Linked DNA regions of Mus musculus: region 2 is linked to region 1. The links are chromatin contacts, called in public Hi-C maps. All regions are on one chromosome and are shown on one strand. The core of a region is the stretch at or near the end of the contact, and the rest is flanking DNA. Distances in the headings are between cores, read along the strand shown.

Region 1 (6,291 bases), core at 788-3,287:
GGGTGGCCTGAAGCCACCCGGCCTCGCGCGCGCCCTCTAGGCCCCTAATCCGGATACAGGAGGAAGCCCGAGAACGTGCTGTACTTGTTATTGTTGCCGCCGTGAGCCTTCCCGCCGTCCAGCTTCACGTAGACTTCATCGCCTGAATCCAGGTGCAGTACCACGCTGTTGCTGGCGTAGTCGTAATTCTGGTCCGCGTCCTGGGCTATGGCGCTGGCTCGCACCTGCGGGGCGAACCAGAAGAGCGAGCGGGTGGGACCCTGCACCTCTTCCTGAGTCCAAGCCTGGCCTCCCTCGCCCATCCCTTTGCAGGCTCCCTGCCTGCTACTTCAGTGTAAACACTCCCTCCTCGGCTCCAAGTTCTCTTGGTAGCAGAGTCAAGGAAAGGGGGTTTACTTGCCCAGTATGTAAAGGTCCTAGGGGGTCAAGGCCAAGATGAATAAACTGGAGGGAAAGGGATGGCCCACGTGCAATCACAGTGATAAAGACAACTGGGTTTTTCTAGGAGCCCAGCCACTTCAGGCCATGACTCAATCGATTGGGGACTGGAGACCTATTTAGGTGCCAGGGTCACTGTGCACCCGGGGTCCAGTCTCAAACGCCCAGTACATTTATGCAAAGGACAGCATAGTACGCAGGGAAGCTGGGCGATGCATGTGGTCCAGCGCCCACCCGACCCCAGAGTTTGCTGGGGCGCTGGAGAGTGGCAGGAAACAGTATATAGTTCCCTGGGGTTCCGGGCGCCTGTAATGAACGGTCTGCGGACTCTGTTGGGCCGGGAAAGGTAGGGAGGGGTGTGTGGGAGAAAGTCACTGACCTGCCCGTTCTTGCAGAGATCCGCCCACATGCTGGTTCCGTCGCCGCCACGCATGAGAATGTGGTACGTGAAGAAGTAGATGCCCCGCACCTGGCAGCTGAACTTGCCTGTAGTGGGGTCGTAGTGATTGCCAAGATTGGTGACCACGTCGTCGAACTTGAGCACCTCGTAGCCTTCGTGGGGGCTCTTGAGTCCCACGTAGAAGGCGATCTTGGGACCGCTGAAGGCGGCGCTCAGCGCACTGGTCACTTCTCCCTCCGTGTCGCCACCGCCCCCGGTTCCGCCACTCACCACTCCAACGCCACCGGCCGCGCTGGTTGTCAACTGCAGTCCGGGTAGCCCTGGCCTCCCCGAGTCTCCTTTCTCTCCCGGGGGACCCCTGGGCCCAGGAGGCCCTGGCTCTCCAGGAGGACCCCGAGGCCCTGGCTTGCCTGGTCGCCCCGGATCACCCTTTGGTCCCTGGATAAACGGAGGCGGGGGGTTGGCGCTGAGGTCCTGCATAACTTCCAGGGCAGCGGTACTGGGTCCCGGCGGTGGAGCCTTGGCGCCCGCGGGTCCCCCTGCGGGAGCGACGCTGTATGGGTCACAGATCATGCGGCAGGTGCCCAGCATCTCGTAGTGAGCCGCTCCGGGGGGCGCCGCCTGCAGCAGCAGAGGCACCGCGATCAGCAGCCCCAGTGCCATGGCCAAGAGCACGCCGACGGCCGCCAAGCAGGCGCGCCGCCGCCGCTGCCACAGCCGGGAGGCGACCGCCACCAGCTCCTCCTTGCCGCCTGGGGAGGTAATGGTGGAGCGGCGCCGGGTGGCCCCGCTCTATGCGTTCGGACGCCAACTCCGCAGGTCCCCTCCGCGTCCCCGACGTGGAGACCCCTCTCTTAGCCACCCAACTATTTCAACGAGAGGTATCCGGACCTGGGCTCCTGAGGCCACCGCTCTGGAACTGATCTGGAGAGTCGAAGAGCCCGACACGCATGACGAGGGGCTCACAGGACGAGCCCGGCACCCCGGCGGGGACCGGGTAGTGGCGGCTGGGGAATGCTGGGTCTCAGTGCGGCGTCCGGTGTTGGCTCAGCTGCGCTGGTTCCTGCTCTGCTGGGATTGGCGGGGCTTGGCAGGGTTCGGCGGGACGCGGGATCGGCTCTGCCGCACGCTCTGCTCTGTTCTCCCTCTACTAGCTGGTTCCCGGGCGGAGGGGGTACCCAGCTACCCTAACGTAAGATCAGGACTGAGCGGCGGAGGCGGCGAGGCAGCAGCGTGCGCTGCCATCACTCGGGAGACGGCGCTCTCCTGTCATCAGCTCCCATCCCGCGGCGTCCTCCGGAGATGTGCCTGCTGGCGGCGCCCAGGAGCCACAAGTGGGAGCAGCGGGCAGCAGCCCCTAGCTGGGGCTCCACAGACACACCCACTCTTGCCCACTCTCCTCTCGCAGACCACCAAGCTCTGGAACCCACGCGCGCAATCAGTGGGTGCATACAGCACCCACACACGACCACGATGTGGTGCCTGCGAAGTCCTGGCGGGGTCACCAAATCCATTTCCTATCTGGATGAGCCCAGGTCTCAACCCAAGTCCAGGACAGCCTAAGCTTCCAGTTCAAGAACAGAAGCACACACTGTATGTTGCAGCCTTTTCTGTTTTAAAACAGAAAGCGGGGTGGCAGAGGGGGATTCGCATACTACATACAGAAAGTAACCAACTTCCAAATAGAGGAGTAAGAGGAGGGGCACACCTACATCTTATTCAGAAGGCTGAATGGTCTTATATGTCTAGTCAGCTCTTGGAATTCGAACACGTTTAGTAACTGTTGATGAACAATTTTCAAAATAAAAAGAGGAAAGCAGGGCAGTGATGGTGCATGTCTTTAATCCCAGCACTGGGGAGGCAGAGGCAGGCAGATCTTTGAGTACAAGGCCAGCCTGGTCTACAGAGTGAGTTCCAGGATAGCCTGAGCTACACAGAGAAACCCTGTCTTAAGAAGAAAAAAAAGAGAGAAAGAAAAAAGAAAAAGAAAGGAAGAAAAAAACCTCTAAATTAATTAATTGAGCAACTAAGTGGAAACAATAAATAATTAAAGTAAGGCCTCTGGGGAAACAAGATGTCAGTAGTGGTACTGAACCCTTGTTTCTTTTAAAGGTTGTTTTTTTTTTTTTTAATTCATGTACATTGGTATTTTGCCTGCATGTGTGATCGTGTCAGATTCCCAAGAATTGGAGTTTCAGACATTTGTGAGCTGCTATGTGGGTGCTGAGAATTGCATCTAGGTCCTCTAGGAAGAGCAGCCAGTACTCTTAACTCAAGCCCTCTCTCCCCTGCCTCAACTCTAATTTCTTAAAGGCAGATTCCTTCTCCTCCTCCTCCTCCTCCTCAGGGTCTCAATCTCTTCCCCCTTCCTGTTGTTACTTATTTTCTTCTTTAAATTTAGTTTCTTTCGTAAACATCATACAAAATATTAGATGTCATTATAGCATTTTAAAACAACGTGTTTTAGTAAATTCTCCTCCCTTACCTTCACCATTCACACTGAAGGCACAGGGAGCCCTGCTCCAGGCTGGTGAGTGAGTTCCTCTCCAGGAACACCCCAGCTCCCTCTCCCTGCATCCAAATGCATTTGCACCCCTCCTCCAGCTGGGGCACAATTAAAGGAGAATCATCTATGTCCTTCTACTGCTACTAAAGAGGAAACAGAGCCACACACACTGGGCCCCTGCTCCCCCGGGGAGCTGGGAAGGCACCTACCTCAGAGGGGAAGAGCCCCTGGTCTGGGTAGGCTGGATGTCCTGGTGCTGTCTATCACCTACACAAGTGAGTGACCCCACACCTCTGGTTTCTGGGCCACCTTCCGGGGCGGGGCTTGTGCTCTAAAGAGAGTGGTTGTTTATCAGATGCCATGCTCAGTGGAGTCTCACTTTTCACTGTGGTTGCTTCTGCTCCCACCGCTGGCCACTTGCTGGTCCCACCACAGCACAGGTCTCCACAATATTCCTGCTAAGAACGGCTGTGTGGTTGCTTTGTGAGTTCTCTTCCCTTCCTTTGCAGATACAGTCCTGTGCATTCATGCCTTTTCTCCTCTAATATAGATGGGAAAACACAGGCTTTGATGGTACGAGGAGCTTGTCCAGGGTCTACCCTGGCTTTCTGAGTTTTCAGATCTCCCCAGTCTGCCCAGAGCAACCCTAGAATGTGTAATTGTAGGAGGCCCAGTGTTGGGTTCCAGTACTACAACCCATGTGACCTTGAGCAGAGTGTTGCGCACCTCGGACAAGAACCTGTCTCAGCGCTCCTGGGAGAATAAATGAGTGCATTCACTGAAAGGCTAGTGGAAGCTCAGCTAATATCACCACCTACAGACACATGCTCTCTGCTCTGCTGTTGTGGGTGTGGCAACTGGGGTGATATTTGTGGGTAACAAGCAGGGTGGTGTAGATGGGTTTATGGTTAATGAAGAAGATTCAAACATCATAATCACACTGTTACCTCTTCCAAAGCAGAGAATGTAGGCTCTGCTGCCCTGCCACCCCACCCCACCCCCCACCGCCATAGAACACACACAAAGTAGCCTTTCCAAGGTTCGGCTCTGCTAGGGAACCCCTTTGATTTGGAGGGGGTGCGGGCTTCCTTAAGCCAAGAGTCCACTAGGTGGCGAGAAGAGCAGCAGCAAAGCTAGCGGGCAATGAAGGGGACCTGGATCCTCCACCTTCCCTCTCATTGCAGGGCCGGGCAGTGTGGCACAGTAGTTAGTGTCTGGCCAGCTCCTCCTTACCAGTGACTCTGCGTCCTCTAAGGGGTCTGGGTCATGCTCAGCAACTGTCTTCTCATGAATATTAATTATAAGCTTCATTAAAGTATTTAGCCACAATTTTAAATTGCAAGGCCTAGTTTGGACTCAGCTATAGAGTCTGGGATTGTAACTGAGTTAATGGGGTCAAGGAGGAAAAGAAAGCCCTGAGTCTCACCCTCAGAATCACACCAACCCAGTATGTAATTCCAGAAGTCAAATTGGAGGCAGAGGATGAGGCAGATTAAAGGAGAATTGTCTCTTTCCCTATCTACTGCAGCAAGATGGATAAAAGAAAAAGGGAGCCCCCCCCCCCCGTGTGCTGGAAATTCCTCTGCATGGGAGGGGAAGAGTCCCTGGTCCAGGAGTGCTGGAAGCAGCCAGCCATTCCCAGCACAGGTGAATGAGCCCATACCTCTGAGATACTCATAGAAGTGTCTCAGGGATATAGATTCAGATGGTGTTGTAGGGAAGGAAGGAAGGAAGGAAGAAAGGAAGGAAGGAAGGAAGGAAGGAAGGAAGGAAGGAAGGAATTGAGGGAAGGAGAGAGGCAAGGGAAGGAAGGAAGGAGGGAAGGAAGGAAGGAAGGAAGGAAGGAAGGAAGGAAGAGAAGGAGAAGAAGGAAAGAAGAAAAGAAGGAGGGAGAGAAGAAAGAAAAGGGGGCTGGAAAAAGCTGAGAAAGAGGGAGAACCCATAAGAAGACCAGCAGTCTCAACTAGCCTGGACCCCTGAGATCTCTCGGACACTGAGCCACCAACCAGGCAGCATGCACCAGCTGGCAGGAGGCCCAAGAGAGCAGAGGAGTGCCAGGTCTGGATTCATTCAGAGAAGATGCACCTAACCCTCAAGAGACTTGAGGCTCCAGGGAGTGGGGAGGTCTGGTGGGGTAGGGTTGAGGAGGGTAGGGACATCCTCTTAGAGAGGAGGAGGAGGAGGTATGGGATGGGGAGCAGTAGGGAGGTGGACTGGGAGGGGGATAGCAGCTGGACTGTAAAGGGAGATTAAATAATAATTAGTAATAATAATTAACAGGAAAAAAAGAAAGAAAAAAGGAAGGAGACTGTGGTGGGGGTGGAGGGAGGGGAGAAGGAGGGAGAGATGGAAAAACAGTGCCAGCATTTGGGACTATTGAGGGAAGTGGAAAGTTTGGAAGTTGGTGGAAGTGAATTTAGGTCACTAGGAATGTGCCCTTGAAGGGAACTGGGAAGCCTGAGGCCATCTCTCGCGCCTTTGAACTCAGCTGTGAGTGAGGGGATTGCTATTACTCCAGCCATTGAGAGAGTCTGTCCCATAAAACAAGGTCATAGGTTCCTGAGGAATGTTACCCAAGGATGATAGCTCTTGGTCTACACACACACACACACACACACACACACACACACACACACTCACTCACAACACGGGTTGGAAAGCACTAGTTTTATACTGAGTGTAGCAAGGGGCAACCTGCATTCCTGGAGCCACCTCAAGGAGTGATGCATGGATAGTGGAGAGAATAAAAAGCAAAGAGACTATCTGATAACCTGGTAAGAGGCACTGGGGCGGGCTCAGTGTGCAACTGCAGAGGAGAGGTAGATATTCAGGTGTATCTGAACACAGAGGGCTGGGCCTCGATGACAGAATCTAAACTGAAGTCAAAGAAGGTGGAAGAGCTGAGTCCAGGTTGACTCCGACCTTGTCACATGAGTAACTGGCTAAA
Region 2 (6,433 bases), core at 3,216-5,715, 50 kb before region 1:
ACAATAGCTGGGCAACTGCCTAGCCTCCATGCTGTTAGACTCTACCTCCCACTGATAATTCTGAGTTACTACTTCCTAATTTCTCTGTTCCATCTTCGCTGCTCTGGACCCTATTGAGCGGCCCTCTGGCCACGCCCTACCAGCCCTTTTACATGGCTGCTCTTATTCTCTGTCCTGCACACTCCTTAAACCTCTCTCCTCTTCTCTTCCTCCTCTTCCTCATGGTCCCAAGCCTGGGAAACCTAAAGCCCCGCCTATGTCTCTCCTTGCCCCCAGCTATTGGCTGCTGGCATCTTTATTACCAATCAGAATTAGCTGGGGATAGGGTTCCAGAAGTTACATGCAGACCCTCTTGCACAAACCATTTTGGGGGACCTAATTAGCATTAGAGTTCAAGCAGCTACACTAGTGGGGAAGAAGGAAGGGGTCTGAGGGAATGGAACGGGAAGGGTGATAAAAGAGAGTAGCAGGTGGATATGCTTACAATTGCATACATGTATGGATTGTCAAAATTTAAACACAAAGAATGGGGCAGGGAGAGAGAGGTAGCAAGATTAATATATGGAAGAGGCCAAAGGCAGAAAAAAACTGGAAACCACACACACACCCCAGGCATCCAAGGGGTACATGCAATTGGCAGAGAATATGCAAGAAAATCCCACTCTCCACAGATGCCTAGGAAGGGGGCATGGCCTGTTCCTTACCTAAAGCCCAGGAGAGGGAGGGCTTCCAGTCTCTGTCAACTAATGCTCTTTAGGGCAAGCTCTTTCTAAGTGACGCATTTATTTTTAATCAGGTATATGTCTGTTTGTACTTCGGAGTGCATGTGCTTGGGCCGGTCAGAAGAGGATGTCAGACTCCCTCGAGCTGGAGTCACAGGCAATTGTGAGCCACCTTCTATGCATGCTAGGAATGGTAGATACTCTTACACTCTGGAAGAGCAGCAAGCACTCTAAACCGACGAGCCATCTCTCTGGCTCCCTTTATTTTAATATAGCTTCATACAACCTTTATTTTCCCACCATATTCTGGTATTTTATTCTTCTAAATGTATCTAAGTTTTTTTTACCAAGAAACATTCATATCAGTGAGAGAAATGAGAGGGAGTGACCTATAGTTATTTCTGCCTTCTCTGACCATCTGTCTTCTGGCCACTTGGGCTCATCCATCTGACTTGTCCTCCTCTCTCATCTAATCCCAAGTGGCTTTTAAGGCCTACAGGAGACCTCCTGGGTTCAAAGTCATCGCTGTCGTTCCCTCCCTGGTGGCTAATGGTTCTCATCAGCTTTAGAGAGCTCAGCCTGTCTGCCCCTGCCTGCTTCTGCCTGCTCCCTTCTCTATGCTCTACTCCTGAGCTCAGAGACTACACTTCCTTCCCTTCACCTCTACTAAAACAGCCACAGTTTTCACAGAGTTCACCCCCAAGGGTCTCTGCTAAGTTGAGAATAGGAGCTACTCTCCTATTAGGGGGAGACTCTCAGGCTCCGGCTGTGAATGCTGCTCCTTTCACAACACAAGCTAGACTCCATGCATAGTCATCAGGAACAAGGGAGGGAGATGATTCTACCACTCCAGAGTGATGTGACCCTGGGGGAGTTAGTTACACTCCCAGGGCCTCCAATCCCACAAATTCAAATGACAGTACTGGAACTCTTCTTAAGAGACAGCAGGTAGAACTCAGGAGCCTGGTGTAGAAGTCAGGAATTTCCCTGTTCCTGTTTGTAACCATTCTGGCAGGGGCAGAAATAAGCCAGAGATAAACACCTGCGCAGTTTCTTCTGCTCTCAGACTATCAAGACAACTGACTTCAAGGAATTGAAATTTCCCCAGGAGTCTTATGCCAGGAGAAGGGAGCAGCTGATTCCTGGTACTAGCCAGAGCTTGTCTCCCGAGAAGACTTCACACAGTTCTGACAACTTGTCAGAACACCTTGCAGGAGAGCCCAGAGCCCAGACAGTGAGACACACAGGACAGTTTAGCTATGCACACCTCTTGCCCTTTGTTTAAGGCTGGACCTCACTCAGGACCCTGACCTTGGAGTGAAGAGTCACTGAGCCCTCTTGCTCCTCTTCCCCAATGTGGCCACACTGAATTCCTGTAACTTTAATTCTTTTAAGTCCTATTTTTAATGATGGTTCTTAAATGCTTTACCCTTCCTTATAACCCAACATCCACTAGAGGTGAGAGAGAAAGGATACAGAGGAAATGGACCTGTTTAGAAAGGTTCTTTGGAGCAACTCCCATCTGGAAATCAACAGTTCAGTTCACAGGTTAGCAGGCAGCGGCAACTCGATCCATTCACAAACACCTGGTAGATACACCAGCAGTCCAGTTCGGTAGAGTCGGGCTAGCAACAGTGGTGACATGACTTAGCAGAGACACTCAGGCCTCAGCCTCTGCTCGAGTCAGCAGGAGAGACCAGGAGGAACCCCAGAAGTTCTTGGCTGTGCCTCTCTCAGGGAAGCAAAGATCAGCAAAGACTCAAGACCCACAAGCGTTGCACAGCTAGCTGTACCAGCCAGTCAAGCTCTGTCTCTGTCACCCTGTGGAGTCCTATTTATTCCCTCCAAACATCACGTGTCCTCTATGTGCCTTGCCTCAGCAAGGGTCTTGCCTCAGCATGTGCATCCATTCAGCCTGAGTCCTTGCTAGCAGCAACCAACTGCAGCACACCACCATAACTTTTTTGGTGCATTTCTCTCTATGGAGTCCAGACAAATGCAGATCAACTACTCAGTATAAGGCGGACTAATACATGTGTGTCATTAGCAAAGAATCTTTGATCACATGTCCTTTCACGTGTTTGCTTTAGCAGAACATTCTCTCTCCTGTATCTGCTTCGGCAAAATGTTCCTTCACGCGTCGGCCTTAGCCTTTCACACCTGTGTCCACTTTAACGAAACGTTCCTTCACGTGTTTGTCCCAGCAAAACACCATTCAACTGACATTCCAAAGAACCCTTAAGTTTCCACTTCAAATTGCTCTCCTTCTTCTGCTTTTCACTTTCACTGGCATCTTTAACTGACCTTTTGAGGACAGTGGCCCAGCCTGGCTTGTTATGGCTACGGGGCACTGGCTCTCACCTGGGCAGCTCCAGTATCATATGTAAGGTCAACTTACAGTACAGTACAAAGTGACCTACTCTGTGTGTCTATTCCTGGTGTACTCTCACCCATTATATCGACTTGAATGCATTTGACAAAAGAATGAAGGTGACCTGAGTTGTATCAGTCTCATGTTTGGGGGAAAAGATGGTCCTGTTGCCTCGCTGGAAGAGCCTGCAGGCTTGACAATAGAGCTAGGAGGTGTGGGGAGGGGAGCCTTCCAGAAGGAAGCACTGTGTGCACAAAGCAATTAATGCCATAGGATAGAAGGTTTAGAATTGGTGATGCTCTCTAGAGGAGCCGGAGCTCCTTCAGGATAATTTCAGAAACGTATTCTTTATGTGGAGGAAGGTGTATACGTGTGTGCCTGTGGGTGCAAGTGCACATGGAGGACCATCTCAGCTGCAGGCTCTCAAACCCTGCCCATTTTGCTTTGAGACAATGTATCTCACTTGTCTAGAACTCACCAAGTATGCTAGACTGACTGACCAATGAGCCTCGGGGAATCTGCCTGCATCCTTCTCCCCAGCATGAAGATTGCATGCACAAGCCGCTACACCCAGCTTATCTTACACGGTTTGGGGGATAGAACACAGGTCCACTAAGCATGGTACAGACTGAACCATCACTTCAGTCCCCAGAACAGATCTATCTCCATCACATAAGGAGCCTACTGGCTCAGGTGCCTGGGAAGGTTGGTGGTGCACCTGGCACAGAAAGCAACAGCATCTGGATCCCTGTGGTGCCATCTGTATTGGTCAAGGTTCTAAGCTGCAGACAGTAGAATCCCTTTTATCCCGTCTGAATGTTACAGAGTTTTCTGAATGCATCGGGTAGCCCACAACTCCTCAAAGGGGTCCCAGAGTGGAATTTGGATGCTGCTAAGCAACACCCCTGCTGTATCCCAGATTGTCCCAGGGGACATGGTTGTGCAGCTATTGTCCCTCAGCCCCTGCAGCACCGAGACAGGGGACCAGAACACTGCAATCACTGCCCTAGAAGAAGAGTAGGTGCCTGTGGCACCGGGTTCCCTCTCCTCCTGCTACAATTCCCAGGGGAAGCTCTAGCTAGCCGTTGCTTCAGCACCACGGTCAGCGCCACGGAGTGGCACTGCTTGCTTAAAACCTGGTGCCTGACCCCCGAAATCAGTGATAAAAGGCTGCTATGCAGGTTTCTTCTGTGCAGCGGGGGAAGGGGGGGTGGGAGGCAGGAAGGGCGGGGAGGGGGCGTAAGGAGGGGGCAACATTCCTCAGGGGGTATTGGTGATATGGATACCGAAGAAGATGGTCTTCAGGTGGCTTTGAAGAGGCAAACTGAGCTGAGGGAAGGTCATGCTGGGAAGCTTGGGGACAGTACAGACAGCCACTTCAGAAGCAAGGTCATAGCCCTGGAGTACATCCCACAGTACACCCAAGGTCATAGCCCTGGAGTGATTAGCAGTGGGGGTTCACAGCAGACACACTGTACAGAAGAACAAACATGCCCCAGCTCCCAGGACCCTGATGTCTCACAGTTACCTAAAGAGGCCCCCTCTGGCAGAAGGAGATTGACTAAGAAAGGGTTAATTGTCCCTGCTTGGTCTGACAGGCAGAAACAGGCATTTTCTCAATGTTACTCATCTCTGCGTGTGCCCTTGCTGTGATGGAGAAGAGGAAAACAGTTGTGGGTTTGAGCTTCTGAAAGCATTGTTATGATTTGAAACCTTTTTAAAGTTCTTTCCCCGGGGGGCCCCAGCTGAACTAGAAAGCAGGTGGCCCTCCCAGCAGTCTGACTAAAATGTAGGGGCGGGCGGGCGGGCGGCAAGTTCCTGTGACAGAGCAGAGCAGGGGCCTCCCTTGGGCACCTGCAGCTTCCTCTTTCATGTACATAGATGAGGAGGGGGGTCACCTCCTGGGACCCCCTCAAGAAAAACTCTCCCTTTACTCAGACTCCTCCAAGGAGCATTCAGTGCAGCCTCAGTTTCCATTCTGTGTGGCCAGGTCCAAGACTGGTACCTGCCCTTGAGTTTTTCCATACCCGACTGGAGCACACAACCTTCCTATTATGAAGACACCAGGAGTCAAAAGAAGACAGGAGGCAAAAGGCACCCCGCAGAAGAGAGGAATCACGGGCTCAGTCCCTCAGCAGCAGCAGGGCCACTGTCACCATGTCCAGCACCCTCGGCCTGAACCACTGTTTCATGGTCTTGTCACCACCATGGGGTTCTACCTCAGTTACTCCTTATCCTGTAGCACAGAGAAACTATGAAGACTGGGGTGAGGTTCAAAAGACAGGACTTGTGAACGCCCAAGCTGTGGTGGCTGTGTTCTGGCTGTTCCTTTTCAAGGCATGCAATCTTAGACAGTTGCAATCTTCCCCTTCAAGAGGCACGGGCCCGCACCTGTGAGAATCAGCACCTACCTCCAAAGGAGGTAGAGTCATGAGAAAGTCAGAGTGTGGAAACCCTGGAACCAGGACCCAATGAACTGAAGGAGTTCCGTGGAGAAGAAGGTTTCCATGAGGGACCTGCAAACTCTCCAGCCCCACCCTCCTGTTAAGCACCCCCATCACTGACAGTCTTCCTGCCTGTACCCCATCACTTGTCATTCTGAACTCAGGTGAGACCCTTACACAGAGAGGTCAACATCCAAAATGAAGAGGCCAGTCCACATTCTGCCCCAGAGGCATAGATGTCTGTCTGCTGGGTGAGACCACTTCCCCTTTATAGGCCATCACACAGCCAATTTCTGAGTCCCGCCTTCTCACCAGCTTAACCCTGTATAGTGGTTTAAGTATGCCCCGCCCAGGGAGTGGCACTATTTGGAGGTGTGACCTTGTTGAAATAGGTGTGTCACTGTGGGTGTGGGCTTTACCCTAGTTCTAGCTGTCTGGAAGTGAATCTTTCACTAGCAGCCTTCAGATGAAGATGTAGAACTCTCAGCTCTGCCTGCACCGTGCCTGCCTGGATGCTGCCATGCTCCCACCTTGGTGATAATGGACTTAACCTCTGAACCATAAGCCAGTCCCAATTAAATGTTGTCCTTTATAAGACTTGACTTGGTCTTGGTGTCTGTTCACAACAGTAAAACCCTAACTAAGAAACCCTGGGTTCTTGGCATGTATCTGGGCTGAATAGATGAACCCACAGCAACAGGACAGGAAACCAGTACTCTACCATTGCTGCCCAGAAGAGGGTACACCTGTTGTGCCAGCTTCTCCACCTCCTGTCTCAAATCTCAAGACAGGCTCTGACTCACCCGACTCTTGGTTCTGTACCATGGTGTCTACTGTGATGATAGGGTCTTGGTACCCACCCCAAAGGAGGCCCAGCAATGAACAGTTCTGCAGGT

The links. A called contact is a pair of places that touch in the nucleus more often than the background predicts.
Region 2: a contact with region 1 is called in a Hi-C map of Sertoli cells, with 2.8 times the contacts expected there. The contact joins the enhancer-like site here to the promoter of C1ql2 in region 1. A contact is called at or near these places in 2 of 39 promoter capture datasets (liver and trophoblast stem cells), 8 of 484 Hi-C or Micro-C datasets (the AML12 cell line, the C2C12 cell line, Sertoli cells and 4 more) and 1 of 9 other capture datasets (adipose tissue).

What each region holds. Positions count from the first base shown.
Region 1 is chr1:120,336,328-120,342,618 of GRCm38.p6, reverse strand. C1ql2 (complement component 1, q subcomponent-like 2) reads right to left here and starts at 2,037. Exons shown (of 2, transcript NM_207233.1): 1 at 818-2,037; 2 at 1-224. The coding sequence starts at 1,501. The coding sequence ends at 45.
Region 2 is chr1:120,388,288-120,394,720 of GRCm38.p6, reverse strand. No RefSeq gene overlaps it. Among named protein-coding and RNA genes, the nearest start is that of Gm46154, 44 kb to the left of the region's middle. Within about 2 kb of position 4,465, at least 8 of the 459 cell types and tissues checked have an H3K27ac peak or open chromatin away from gene starts, as enhancers often do. A contact at or near this core is called in Sertoli cells, where this site is marked.